Regions from separate parts of the Ovis aries genome. Here region 2 is linked to region 1. The links are chromatin contacts, called in public Hi-C maps. All regions are on one chromosome and are shown on one strand. The core of a region is the stretch at or near the end of the contact, and the rest is flanking DNA. Distances in the headings are between cores, read along the strand shown. Region 1 holds the start of COL3A1 (collagen type III alpha 1 chain). Region 2 has its middle 190 kb from the start of COL3A1.

What was found. A called contact is a pair of places that touch in the nucleus more often than the background predicts.
Region 2: a contact with region 1 is called in a Hi-C map of tail adipose tissue, with 6 times the contacts expected there. The contact joins the enhancer-like site here to the promoter of COL3A1 in region 1. A contact is called at or near these places in 3 of 16 Hi-C or Micro-C datasets (omental adipose tissue, skin fibroblasts and tail adipose tissue).

The regions. Positions count from the first base shown.
Region 1 is chr2:120,401,744-120,405,972 of ARS-UI_Ramb_v3.0, reverse strand. It overlaps COL3A1 (collagen type III alpha 1 chain), which reads left to right and starts at 2,862. Exons shown (of 51, transcript XM_004004514.5): 1 at 2,862-3,056. The coding sequence starts at 2,978.
Region 2 is chr2:120,587,384-120,591,556 of ARS-UI_Ramb_v3.0, reverse strand. No RefSeq gene overlaps it. Among named protein-coding and RNA genes, the nearest start is that of COL3A1, 190 kb to the right of the region's middle. Within about 2 kb of position 2,321, at least 11 of the 54 cell types and tissues checked have an H3K27ac peak or open chromatin away from gene starts, as enhancers often do. A contact at or near this core is called in tail adipose tissue, where this site is marked.

The DNA.
Region 1 (4,229 bases), core at 1,613-4,112:
TGTATTTTACAATTGTATTGTAAATTACCATGTTTTGGGCTGCAATCCTGCTATGGATTCAGTATATTTTTAGGTAAATCTTCCCACAGATACATTTTAAGCATTTTATAGTGGTTTGAAAGCATATAGAAAATGTCCATTAAAAATGCATCTCTTTTGCTTAAAGAAGAAAATCACATATGAAGCAATACAAGTGAGAGAGACAGAGAGATTTTCATGTGTTTTTCATGATGCAGGTAATTGATTTTCTTATTGCTATTATAGAGAGCACTGCTGACATTCACTGGTCTATTGAGTTCATCACAGCTGTGCTTAAGCATCTCTCCCAAGCTCTGTTTTCCACTGAACTGGAAAAGATTTGAATTTTTGTTTGATAATCTGCCACACCCTGGCTTTGCCTCATCTTTCTAGCCACCCTTTTTTGTTAAAGGAGAACCAGATTAATCAGTGCTTTAGTTGGTGTGGGTGTTTAGATTTGTGTTAAACTTCAGATGCAAGCCAGAGAGCAAAATGACATGTTCTGTTTGAGCTGGCTAATATCAGAGAAATCAGGGATATATAGAAAGAAATATGTGTCTAGGTTACCATGAGGACATCAACTGTTGGATTGCACAGTAGAATTCACCAGTGTGTGTATTCCACCCAATCGTGACACCAACTGAGATCCACATCCATCTAGATACCATATATAAAACATTTTGACTTGAAGAAGAAAAATAGGATCTGGGACATTGACTACAAAGGATCCTGGTGCAGGACCTCAACATGCTCGAGGTAGTGAAGAATGCTAAATCAGAAAATTTGGAGTATGAGATTTATCTCTGGATCTCTCATGGATATCTTAAACACAATTTGTGTGTGTGTGTGTACAAAGTATCAGCTAACTTTTCTAATGAGCACATTGATCACGGATTTTTCTTATGGGTATAAAAACTTTATTTGAATAGATATCAAACAGAATTTTAAGACAAATTACAGTAGAAATTGTATATGTAATGCCTGAAATAAGGCATAAAAAGCATTATTTTAAAACTAACATATCCAATTTTTCCATATTAGAAAACAATTATAATTATAATGAAGAAATTTAATGCATTTCAACTTTTATTGATCATTTAAAATAATAAGATAATGTGTACAGATAATGTATTTTTTCACGCATCAAAGACACCAGGAGAAAAATTAACTATGTTTCTGAATTGGTTTGAACACAAGGGGATCTTTTTAAAGTATAAAATAAAGATGATTGAGAGAGAGAATGATAGATATAACAGTCTTTTCCCCCAGTATGTCCTCTATAATCCAAGAGCAGAGCTTGTTTTCATGACTGTTCAATCATTACCCTTTTTTTTTTCCTTTAAGTGGTGACTCTCTGGTTTAAAATCAGAAGATGTACAAGAGATTGGTCCAACTGGTTTTCTTTTCTTGTCACCAGATGATGTCATCTATATTGGAACATCTGTGTGCTTTTTGTAACTGGGCCTATAGGGAGGCCTGTGTACTACTCTCCTCACTTATAGCATGGATATAACCTGGCATTCTGCAGATATTATGTGAATTGAGTAAAAATTGAGTAACATGGACTGGCAGAAAGAGAAAGAACACGAAAACAAGTTTAATGGAAGAAAGTTTTGAACCAGGCATTAGAGGAGTTACTTCCATGAATTGCTGTGACGTGGGGAGAATTTTATGTGCACATACAGGCATGGAGTTGGCATGGTTAAGTTGACAGGGCAAAAATAAAATAAATGCAGGTGATCGTGATTAGAATTGAGTAGCTCTACCAGAATACAGAGATAAATGAAGGAACTATGGGCTGATGATTGGGGTATAAAGAAATATCTTGATTGCTAGAAATAACTTGGTACTGTGGATGAGCATATTTTTCTTGCAAAGATTTATCAAATGGTATTTGCCCTTCTTTCAAATACAACCCAGAAATTACTCCCCACATCCAGAAATAAACACATTGAAAAGCTATGTTAATATGGTCTGGAAATTAGACACATGGAAATCTAAATTTGGAAATATTTATACTAGTATTTATACCAATCCAGATAAAATGAGAACTTCTGGTACTATTTTGATATTTCGCAGATAAGGTCTTTCTCTTTCTGTTTCTTACACAGTCAAGACATGAAGGGCTAAATTTTCCTCTAGAAAAATCCATTTCAGCTTTTACAAGCAGCATAAAATTTGAAATCTCACAAGGAATCCTCTTTGGCTGGCTAAAGAAATTTGTGAGAAATAGAAACAGCTCGAGATAAGCATCTAACTTTTCAGGTGTCATTCAAACATACCTTAGATACATAGTCTTTTGACATTTATTTAAAACTGAATTTCTGGGACTCAGAGTGGGTGGATGAATGAAAGGGAAAAACAGAGATTTTTCTTCCAGTTAATCTTTTGCACTTCCCTATTTAAATTGAGTTAAGGGGGATTCTGGCAAAATCCCAAGATAAAAATCTAGGAAGATCAAGGTTGCAAATTAGTCATGCTCAAAAAATGGGCATCAGGCAATTTCTCAAAATTATGCAGCTGTTAATGAAGGGTTATTTTAAAATATACACATGTAATTCTTTTATTAAAACTCAAGGCAGAGCATTTTGATATATATTTTAAGTTATGCAAATATACACATGACTAAAATATGCAACAAACATATACATACTCAGATGCACACAAACTCCAGATGTGCCATTTTTCTTTGTGGGTTGTGTCTTCCATAAGGGAAAAAGGCATATTAATCATTTCTTTTACTGCTAAGGGGATGGGTGCTGCTCTCATATTTCAGAAAGGGGCTGGAAAGTGAGGGAAGCCAAACTTTTTCCTATTTAAGGCCAAAGCACAGGAATCTCAGTGGCTGAGTTTTATGACGGGCCCGGTGCTGAAGGGCAGGGAACAACTGATGGTGCTACTCTGACCTGCTTTTCTTTTCTCCTTTTTGCACAAAGAGTCTCATGTCTGATATTTAGACATGATGAGCTTTGTGCAAAAGGGGACCTGGTTACTTTTCGCTCTGCTTCATCCCACTGTTATTTTGGCACAACAGGAAGGTGAGTAGGTATTGCTTTCAAGAAACTTCACGGGGGTTTTGTCTTTACTTCTCCTTACAAACAGGTAGAAAGAGGAACTCTGCCTCATAAATGCTAATTTTGTCTGTCAGCTCCCAGCTGTGAAATGTAGAACTGACCAGGATGGTGCCTTTTATATTTGCTTAAAGAGAATATTGTCATTTCTGTATTTAAAAGTTCTCCCGTCGTTGAAGAAAAAGATGTTCTTGTACTAACTTGTTTTCATGTTAACGGCGCTGGAAACTCTTTAAACGGCTTTAAAAAGTTCCCCTCCTGGATTGTTAACATCTTGGAATGCTTCCCTAAGCAATCTGAAGTTATTGGTCTCTTGTAATACTTTTATGCTCTCCTTTGTATGCTGGGTTCTTTGTCAGGATAGAGTATTAAGCATTGTTTACCCAGTAAGATAAGATAATTTAAAAATAGCATGCTTTAAGTATAGTCTACAGGGAAATATTATATATTGTTAGAATCACCGAGTATATTTCTGTAAGACAGCAACAGTAACTTGAGTGTTCTTTAACCAGGTTCAAATTGCAAAGAAGTTCCATCATTTCTATTTTTTTCGCTTTCAAGCACTTACATAGTTGATTAACATGTATTTGCTAATACTTTATTGTTAAGGGTCTAGTGTTTTTGCATGTTCTTCATTTTAAGTGCTTTTATGTTAATAAGGAGAAGATTTATGAAAATATTTTCAAGAGAATGTTTGACTTTTCTGCAAACAAGGTAAAGACGCTAGTGCTGTTTGACTTCAAAAAGTTGATTTGCTGTATATTCTAATAAGTGCAAGCAGTAATTTTCATGTTGTACTTTCCTCGAAGCCATGTTTGGTTCATTATTTCATTGTGTGAAAACATGTCTTTTAATTTATATGCTTCTCAGAGTCATGAAAATATCTGACATATTAGAATTAAAATTTTCATAGAAATAAATCTTTAAGTGCTAAATTTGAAGATGCAAGAAGTTTTTATATCTACATTTCTACACACACATAATAAAAAAGTTTACATTTAAGCCTACTGCTTTGGTGAACATGTGTCTGAAAACAGCTTTTCAATTTTAATATCATGCCTTTAATGTCCTCACAGGTTGTGTATGTAAGTAAGGGGACACACCCAATGATCTCGCTTCAGTTATATTCAGCCCATGGTC
Region 2 (4,173 bases), core at 1,072-3,571, 190 kb before region 1:
CGTGAATTTGATCCCTGGGTCAGGAAGATCCTCTAGAGAAAGAAATGGCAACCCACTACAGAATTCTTGCCTGGAAAATTCCATGGACAAGGAGCCTGGCAGGCTATAGTTCATATAGTTGCAAAGAGTCGGACACCACTAAAGCAACTGAACACACACACACTCTCTAGGCTTTAGGGGCTTCCCAGGGGGTACAGTGGTACCACTTGCCAATGCAGGAAATTCAGAAGCGGGTCCCTGATCCCTGGGTCAGGAAGATCCCTGGAGAAGTAAGTGGCAAGCCATTCCAGTACTCTTCCCTGGAGAATTCCATGGATAAAGGAGCCTGGAGGGCCATAGTCCATAGAGTTGCAAAGAGCTGACACGACTGAGTGACTGAGTAAACATGCACTGTGGGCTCTAGAATTCTCTCTTCCATCCCTCTGCTTCCCCCCAACCCTACCAGTTTTCCTTCTTGTCTCTTTTCGTTTATCCCACAAAAACCGTCCCATCTCTTAGTTTCCTAATACCTGCTCTTAAATTGAGGAAGGGGAAACATGTAGGCAAAGGAGGACCAGGGAAAGGCTGCAAAACTCACTGTTCTCTTCTCTTCTAAGATAGACATTTTTACTGTACTTCACAACTTTTCCTTCTCTCTAATAGGTTTGCTGTTTTCATGACAACTTTGTAAAATTGCATTCCTAAGTTAGTTCATCACTGTTTTTTATTATATGCACTTGAAACTTTCCAGAACCCTTAACCAAGGAGGCTTCAGTAAATGGAATTAGCTATTGGGTTCTACAAAGAGTCAGAGAAAAAATAACAGTAGTCACTTGGTCAAGAATATTTACACAATACTTAACCATCTGAGCTCACAAGATAAAGGACAGTAACTATTTCTAACATGATCAGTAAAACTGGACTTGTAGCAGGCTTTTTGGTCCTTATTGCTGGAACACTGAGTTCTCAAAGGAGAACTCTATATTGAATTAAACTTATTGACACACAAAGTATGCATCACATAAATATTTAATTACATAACCACATAGTTCTCATAGTGAACCCATGCCTCCATTCTTTACATTTAGCTTTCTTACAACTAGCTTTGCATCTAGGCAGCATTGTCCACATTACAAAAGGCAAAATTAGAGCTCTCTTTTTAAAGAATGTAATTAATAAAGCTATAAAAACAGAATGGAAAATCTAGCATAGTTTAGAGATCATTGCAGAGAGAGATCTCAATTTCCTGAACTTTTAGCATATAGGATTTATGCCTTTATTTTCGGAAAGATACGGCCTGATTTTTTTTTTTTTTCCTGAGAAGCTACGTGGCATTACTTCATCCTCAGATTCACTTTTGCCCTTGGACTCTTTCTCACCCTTCTCCTCCTTTGGGAGCAAGGGAGAGAGAAAAAAAGAAATGTTGCAGCCAACTGGCTTTATTAAAGCTTTCTCATCTACAAGGCATGAGAATATGTTTATGAATCTGTTTCTCTTCTGATTGGCAATAAGATGTATAATTGTTCTTTAACTAGAACCTTCTGAGTCCTGTCATATTGTTTAACTCAAGTGTTTAACCTACTTAAATCCAAGGGCAAGTTATGACATGGGCACCTGATAATTTAATTATCAGACAATGTAGGACAAACTAAACACTGACACCAATGATTCACTGAGCTATTTTCTTTACTGATTACTAGACCAAGGGAGGGGGGAATTACAGAGGGGAGTGAACTGAAAATCACAGTAAACTGGGTTATGAGATTAAGTGCTAGCTTTGATCCTGAAAAAATTTATCAGTATGGGGCTGAGTAAACCCCTTAGGATTACTAGAACTTGATGTTTCTATCTTTAAAAATATGTTTTATAAGATTCTCTCCAGGTCTCAGATTCTATAATTCTAATCAATACATAAACAGAGACTGAAGGACAGAAAGAAATATACACATATGTTACCAAATGGTTGTGCGGATTTGAGAAACCATACTTAGTTAATACTTTCTCAGTGATGTTTTGCCTTTGTGACATTTTAATGAAAACGTTTGCTAACATTGTCAAGAGATTTCCTACCTAAAATATAATCAAGACATATCTGTGAAGACTATTTCTCTCTTCCAATTTCATCTCTTGTACAGCTAACAGAAAATATCAGTGTCATTGACTAATGACATAGGAAGAAATACATAATCATACCTCATTGAAAATCACACAATTGCCTCCTTTCCCTGATGTCTGATTGCAAACAAAATCCAAGAGCAATATCTTTTACTTTTGTGTGTGTGTGTTAGTTCCTCTTCGTGTGTGAACATCAAGCAGTGATTCATACTTCTGACACCCTGCCAGCACAGCTGGGTAGGCACACAGTGCATTTCATAACAAAGGGGACAAAGGAAGAAAGACAGGGAGAAAAGTTAGCTTGCTGCTGCAAACTTTCCTAAGAAAACAGCTTAAAGGAAATGCAGGTTGTTGGGAGCTAGACAAAGTTATGTTTGTAACAGTTAATATGTTTTATATGCCTTGAAGTTACCTATTCCCTCTGGAAACCTCACTCTTTTCCATCAAAAAGAAGCAACCATCTATGAATATTACCAGGATTTCACTAAGGTGACAAGTTGGAGATACAAACAACATAAAAATACTCCACAATAATTTGGAACTTTTTTGAAAGAAAGCTAGAAATAGAGTATTATATGTAAGCGGAAAGAAAGATATTATGCAAGCTTTGAAAAAAGAACTGAGAAATATCTGCATTCTCGCTTTCAGAGTGTGAGTAGATTGATAGAGCAGAATGTCAAAATGACACGTTTAACAGAGCTGTTCATAGGTGAAGGCCTTCTTAGGTGGCACAGTGGTAAGTAAAGAATGCAAGAGATAAAGGAGAAGCGGATTCAGTCCCTGGGTCAGGAAGAGCCCCTGGAGGAAGACATGGCAACCCACTCCAATATTCTCTTGCCTAGAAAATCCCACTGACAGAGAAGCCCAGTGGGCTGCAGTCCATGGGGTCACAAAGACTTGGGCACAACTGACCATGCATGCATGCATGTTAGGGTTTTCTATATATAGTATCTTATCATCTGCAAACAGTGACAGTTTTGCTTCTTCCTTTCCAGTTTGGATTCCTTTTATTTCTCTCTTTTTTGTTTTATGATTGCTGTGACTTGGGCTTCCAATTCATTGGAATAAAAGTGGGGAGAGTGGCCACCTTTGTTATTCGTATCATCTCTGCTGTTGATTCCCTAGAGATTTTTTTTTCAGTTAATATATTCATTTTGATTCCATCTAATATTTCTCAATCTTTGTTGAAGTTCTCACTGAGTCTCTCCATCCTTCTTTGGGTTTCATGGACATCTTTATGACTGTTTTTTTTTAAAAATTCTTTATCAGATAAAGTATTCATCTGCTTTTCATTAGGTTTTTTTCCTTAGAGCTTTATCTTGTTCTTTAATTTGGAACATATTCTTCTGTCTCCTCATTTTATTGGACTTATGCTTTTTGCTTTTATGAATTAGGCAAAAACAGCTACCTTTCCTGGTCTTAAAGGGATGGCCTTGTGTGGGAGCTCACCCTGTGTAGACTGTTTGTGCCCAGTGGATATGGCAGGCCAGCTGGGGCTGGAGCGAGTCCTGGACAGAGGCAGGCCCTTGGAGTGCTGTGCCCAAGGCAGCCTTGGTCAGATAGCTGGAGCTGAAGCTGGAGCAGTTGGGGGTAGTCCTGAGGGGACTCAAATAATGACACTTATCAGTGCCCCCAACCCTAGCAGGGGCTTCAGAATTTCCCTGCTTATTTGGCAGAAGCCCTAGGGTTAGTAAATAGATTTGCTTCATGTATAGTATAGATGCCCCTGAAGCTGTTGGGGTTTTTTGCTATATCTCAGGACAGGCTGGCAAGACTATGATTAAGTCCCTCAGCTATATCTCTGCTCACTGCAGGTCGCCCTCCTGTAGGGTGGGGTTCCCGTGGATACAGTGTCTCTGTCTTCTCACTCAGTACTATGTGATCCTTCTTTGAGCAATAGCTGTTCGATTAGCCCTCAGGTCTTTATTAGGAGGAATTGCTAGAGATATAGGTTAATATTCAGTATGTTCATGGGAGAAGGTAAGCTCAGGGTGTTCTACACCACTGTCTTGCCTTTTCCTTAGAGGGTTGTTTTTAATTATGTGGTCATCTAACTTACTTAGAAATAGTTAGTTGACA